Regions from separate parts of the Mus musculus genome. Here region 2 is linked to region 1. A link is a contact called in public Hi-C data. All regions are on one chromosome and are shown on one strand. Each heading gives the region's core, a stretch centred on a gene start, on an enhancer-like site or on the middle of the called end of the contact. The rest is flanking DNA. Distances are from core to core; before and after follow the strand shown.

Region 1 (2,700 bases), core at 5-2,504:
GGGAAATTGGCTCAAGAGTGAAAAGGATAGAAAGATAGGAGAGATTAGATGTGACAGAAGGAGAGATTAGATGTGACAGAATAATGAGCTATCTAGCCCTGAGATGAACCTGACTGTATTGTCCCTTTGTAGCATGTGTACAGCTATCCTCATTCAGGTGGCTGGCTTACTGTTGTGACCACAAGGGCTCTCTAGAAGAACAGAATACGAAGACTGACTATATATCCAAGGGAGATTCATTAGATTGGCATGTACCAGAGGATCTTGGTAGCCTAAGGTTTAGAACTTGGGAGTAACTCAGTCTGCAAAGCTGGTGCTGACAGCCTAGTGCATCCCTAGGCAGACAGTTGTCTCCAGTCCATGCTGGAGCTGGGAGAAGCTGGTTCTCGTATCAGGGAAGGGATGCAATGGTGTATAGGAGCTCAGCCTTGAGCGGGAAGATGTGTGGGCAAAAAGCAAAGCCTTTTCTTCACATCTCTCCGCTGCCCGTGATGACAGCAGAAGGAGCCATCTGTATCTGTGGCAGGTTTTCCTACTTCCTATTACCAAATAAAGAGCATTCTTCACAGGTGTTGGCCAACAGCTTGTCTTTCAGTTGGTTCTAGATCCAGTCAAATGGACAACAAGATGATCGCACAGACCATCTTTCCAGACTGGCATGTCACCTCCCTGAGAGCAAGGAGTAAAGATGACATCCACCCCATTCCTCAGCTTATATCCAAGGACTTGTACCTATAAATAGGTAGAAGATGAGTCAATGAGTATCCATAGAGCAAGCAAGGAAGTTCTGTGTAGTTTTGGTTAAATGAGGAGCAATGTACTGTCCCCCAGTCTCAGGGACATGGTAGTTACCTGATTATCCAGTTGTCTTGGTTGTATAGTATTCCTGTTAGCCTGGCAGAGAGACAGAAAGTAAAGAAAGGGCCTGCATTCAGATTAAACAAGAGAGGCCAGATGGGGACAATTTAAAACTCCACAAACATGTACCATCTATGGGCCAGGCATTATGGGATGGCAAGGGGGAAGGCCATACAGGTGAGATTAAGATCAATTGCATCAGAGTTTGAAAGGGGGCAAGATTGTGGGCTTGGGGTGAATAGTAGCCTCAAAGAAAAGTCAGCGACTCAAGTAGAATTTAGATAACGCATGAGATGTTTCTAGAATAAAAGCAACAGGTACTCCAATAAAAGCCAGAGGTGTGCTGAGCACTCAGCGCACTGTTTACTTCATTCATTTTATTTCGTCTTTGTAGATCAATCAATGAAGCAAGGCTGTAATGAGGAAGTAACCTTCCCAGGGGAGCTGTCACTCGAATGTGGGCCTTTCCAACGGTAATTTTTGCAGAGTGACGATGATAGTTAACAGTTCTCACCTTCTTTCTCTACAGTGGGAAAAGCCCGTTCTTTGTTGGATCAGTTCAAGACCCTTTGCCTGCAGACTTTTATGAGTGAATACACCTCAATGAGAGTATCAGTCTCATTATATTGCAACTGTCCAGGAACATGGAGAGAGAAGCCATGTGAATCTGTTGCTTCCTTCAGATGAACGATGGGCATCGATTTTGTAGTATAAGCGACTGATAAAAGAGAGGATTTCTCAACATAGATGGAAGTGTTCAGATGAGCTCAATGGCCTCCAGAGGCATGTCTTAGGAAAAAACCCTAGATCCCAGATTGACTGCAAGTGGGAGTTAAGGACAGAGGAAGAACAGAAGCGATGAAGAAATCACTCATCTGGCAACGACCCAGTGAGAACTTTCTTCGAGGTACAGGAAACAGTTTCTTGTCATGAGCCCTTCATGGCCATCACGGCAGGAAACAAGATGACCTGGAGGTTTCTGAAGATGTTAAAAATATTTGAATGGCTACCTTGAAGCCAGGAGAAAAAGAAGGAACATATCCGACCAATGCATAACCAGGTCTCCTTGCTTAGGAAGAGGTTAAGCTCTTGTTTAGAAGTTCACCCTGTGTTAAATACTTGAAGTTAGCAATGTGGCAGGACATTCCGCACTCTCTGGAGTGGACATGGGCTTGGCTGGGCTCTGGGAAGCTGCAGAAATGAAAGCAGGAGGCCAGGCATTTCATGTGACATACATGCTTACTGTGCTTCATGCGGGCCTCCGCTTGGTTTTATGCTTTAAGTAGCAGTTCTCAACCTGGATGTTGCAACGCCTTTGGAGGTCGAATGGCCACTTCACCTGGGTCATGTATCAGATATCCTGCATACCAGATATTTACATCAAGATTCATAACAGTGGTGAAATTGTAGTTATGAAGTAGCAACAAAAATAATTTTATGGTTGAGGTGGGAGGGGGGTCACCACGGCATGAGGAACTGCATTGAAGAGTTGCAGCATTAGGAAGGTTGAGAACATTGCTTTACAGGGAATGTGTGTGTGTGTGTGTGTGTGTGTGTGTGTGTGTGTGTGTGTGTGTGTGTACATTACCTTGAATTCCTGAAGGTTAAGTCAAGGTAGACTACACCTCTTGGACTTTTCTGGTGACATTTCATGCAGACTGCTGCGTCTGGCAAGACCACTTGTGAGGAACCCCCAGTTACTAGTATTTAAATGAAAATCTGCAGATTTGTGATTTCTGGGGAGGGGTCAGCATGGACCAGCACACTTCTCGGTATGAGAAATGATTGAAGCTGAGTTTAGGCTTGCTCCACATGTGTATCTGTCTGCTCCCTGGCTCCGTG
Region 2 (2,700 bases), core at 168-2,667, 170 kb after region 1:
TACAGTCATAGAAGATTTTGTATATGTTTAAACGACACAGAATTTAATTGGAAAGTTTTCTATGCTGGTTTAAAAATTATGTTAACTTACATTAGCGATCACAAGGGAGGAATGAGCTTAGGATCCAGTTTATCATGTTAAAATGTGCATTTAATGTATGCTAATTTTATTTAGAAAGGCTCATGGGAGACCCTGCAGGCTTAGCGGTCTGCCTGCAGTACTGGGGGACTTGGAGGGGGTGGAGTGGGACTGGCTTGCTTGCTCCCTTGTTGAAGAGGAAGGCATGAAATTACTGGCTTTGTGCTTCCTGACTGCTGAGTCTGCAGCGAAATACTTATCTTCTTCACAAAGACTGTTGTTGTTTGGACTAATATGGAAGCTGAACAAAGCTGTGTTAATTAACACTTCATTATTCACTCCTCAGAGTCTTTAAAAAAAAAAAGGAAGGGAAAAAATAACCTCATGGAAACTGTACTTGATAGACTCAGTGAGGAGATTTAAACAGTAAAAAAAAAAAAAAGATGGCTTAGCTGATGCACTTGCGGTTAAATTCTTAGCAAGGAGTGCAGCACCTTCTGCCAAAACTGAACACCTGACCTTCATCACTAGGACGCATATGGACAACCATCAAGTGGTCCTCTGACTTCCACACTGAGCACTGGGACTGGGACTTTCATCCACCCACCCACAAATAAGTGAAAATGCAATAGTAATAACCCTTTAAGCATTAAGTCTAGGGTCACGATGAGTTAATGCTCCACACACATTGATAGCTGGTGCTAGGAGGGGGTGGTAGATGACCTTGTGTTACCCAAGAGGTCCCTGGAGTACCAGGGACAAATTCACTATGAGCCATGAGGCCAGGGGCAGAGAACAGACTCTCAGCTCAGGGTGTTTGGTCTTGTCTCCTGGGACAGGGACAGGTGACAACAGAAACTAACCATGACTCACTCAGAAAGCAGCAATCTTTAACACCCTTTGAACAGTTGTTGATCTTCCCAGTCAATCAATGGCACTTGCAAAAAGGGACGGGTCCCCTTTAAGATCAGAGATTACTTTTTGTTTTTCCAGTTAAAGATTTGCATATCTGTGAGGCTGCGTGAGCCTGGAACTTTCCAGAGTAAGCTCACAGGGTCTGTGTGAGCTTCAGGGGTCCTGGAGACCTCTGCCCCAAGGATCAGCTTGCAAGCCTTTACCGCTTGAGTCCCAGGCAGCTCTGACCTTGACCTTGAGTGACCTTGGTGTTAGCCAAGGACCCGGTACTGGACTTCCCGGAAAGGGACACATACCTCAGAGTCAGAAGTGCTGCCTACTGGCGACACCCCAGGGGTGGTCAACGCCCAGGAGGTCAATCCTGTGGACGACCCTGACACGTTTTCTTTAGAGGAAGCAGCCTTCATCGCCAAGGCAACCGTGGTGGGAGGCAGTGACGCCTAACCGAAGCTCAGGCCCCGCCCACTCACGGGAGCCCGTGAGGCCACCTGCTGCTCGAATTACAGTGGAAACTGAGAAATTTACTTCAGAAGCAATTCTGGAGTTGACACAGAAAGCTAACTCTAAAAGGGAGACGATAAGCGATTTGGGGGCTCTGGCTCTTAATGGTTGATCTTAAGCAATTTTTATAACGTTTAAAAGTCTGATCCGTGGCATTGTGGTCTTCAGTAGGAAAAACTGACTCTAATTTTAGAGGTGTATATTTAGCTAGTGATGGAAGGGGCAATCTGCAACTTACTTCAAAATACCGAGAGAGGCAAATGGACTTGTGAATTAAAATTGCGGAAGAGGTGGGGTTAGAACACTGTCTCCTCTAGCAACTGTTTGAAATTTCCATAATACAAAGACTCTAAACAAGGAGGTATTAGATTGGGAGTATGAAGAGCCTCCCTCCACCCACTCCACCTTGGTAGCCCAGGCTGAAGAGGATCTTGAATTGCTGACCTCCTACCTCCAGCTCCCAAGAGCTTACAATCAAGGGCACCATACCCAATTTATGCAAGCACACACTGAACCCAGTGTCACCCGAGTCCTGGGTAAACACCTTAACCACTGAGCTACAAGCCCGATCCTACATATTTGGATATTTTTTGGTTATTCAATGCTTCCTTTGGCTGCGGGATGCACCATACATTTACCTGCTTGGAGGCTGCTACCCACGCAAGACGCTTACTGTCAAATCCATACACTACGGGGTCGGTTCCTCCACGCATACAACAAAATCCCAACCCCTAACGGCTTCAAAGCTTTCCAAAGAGATCAAACCGATTATTGTATTAGAAATGTTCAGGGGATCTTGTCACCTCCTAGTGTTCACAGTGCTGGTGTCTGTGTTAAACTTTCCTGGCTGGATACATGCTGTGCAAAGCCACCAGCTTACCAAATCAGAATGCTTCTCTCCAGTTGCCTTTCAGAGAAAATTTAACATGTTCTTGTACGTAGCTTTATAACCATGTCTGTCCCTCAAGTGTTTTCGTAGTTTAAACAACCCAAATCCTGGTATAGCCCACCTCTATTCAAGAGTCATCTGTAGCTTAATTCACAGACATTCCATCTCTTCAAGCAGGTTGTAATGTCGCTTTTCCTTGGAATTTTTACTCTTCGAGGGACTGACTGAGTTCTCAGTACAAAGTATTAACTCAACAACATGGCTATGACTTTTAACCCCACTTTAAAAGGATTTTAGAATGTGTTCAATTAGTGAAA

The links. Hi-C and Micro-C count contacts between places; a contact is called where the count stands out from the background.
Region 2: a contact with region 1 is called in a Hi-C map of B cells, with 1.9 times the contacts expected there. The contact joins the promoter of Cabcoco1 here to the enhancer-like site in region 1. A contact is called at or near these places in 4 of 39 promoter capture datasets (3T3-L1-derived adipocytes, liver, neutrophils and 1 more), 3 of 484 Hi-C or Micro-C datasets (B cells, epidermal suprabasal cells and nephron progenitors) and 1 of 115 datasets of contacts at active chromatin or transcription factors (pancreatic cancer cells).

What each region holds. Positions count from the first base shown.
Region 1 is chr10:68,369,892-68,372,591 of GRCm38.p6, forward strand. No RefSeq gene overlaps it. Among named protein-coding and RNA genes, the nearest start is that of Gm40683, 15 kb to the right of the region's middle. Within about 2 kb of position 1,255, at least 5 of the 459 cell types and tissues checked have an H3K27ac peak or open chromatin away from gene starts, as enhancers often do. A contact at or near this core is called in B cells, where this site is marked.
Region 2 is chr10:68,540,458-68,543,157 of GRCm38.p6, forward strand. It overlaps Cabcoco1 (ciliary associated calcium binding coiled-coil 1), which reads right to left and starts at 1,418. Exons shown (of 8, transcript NM_028491.1): 1 at 1,290-1,418. The coding sequence starts at 1,400.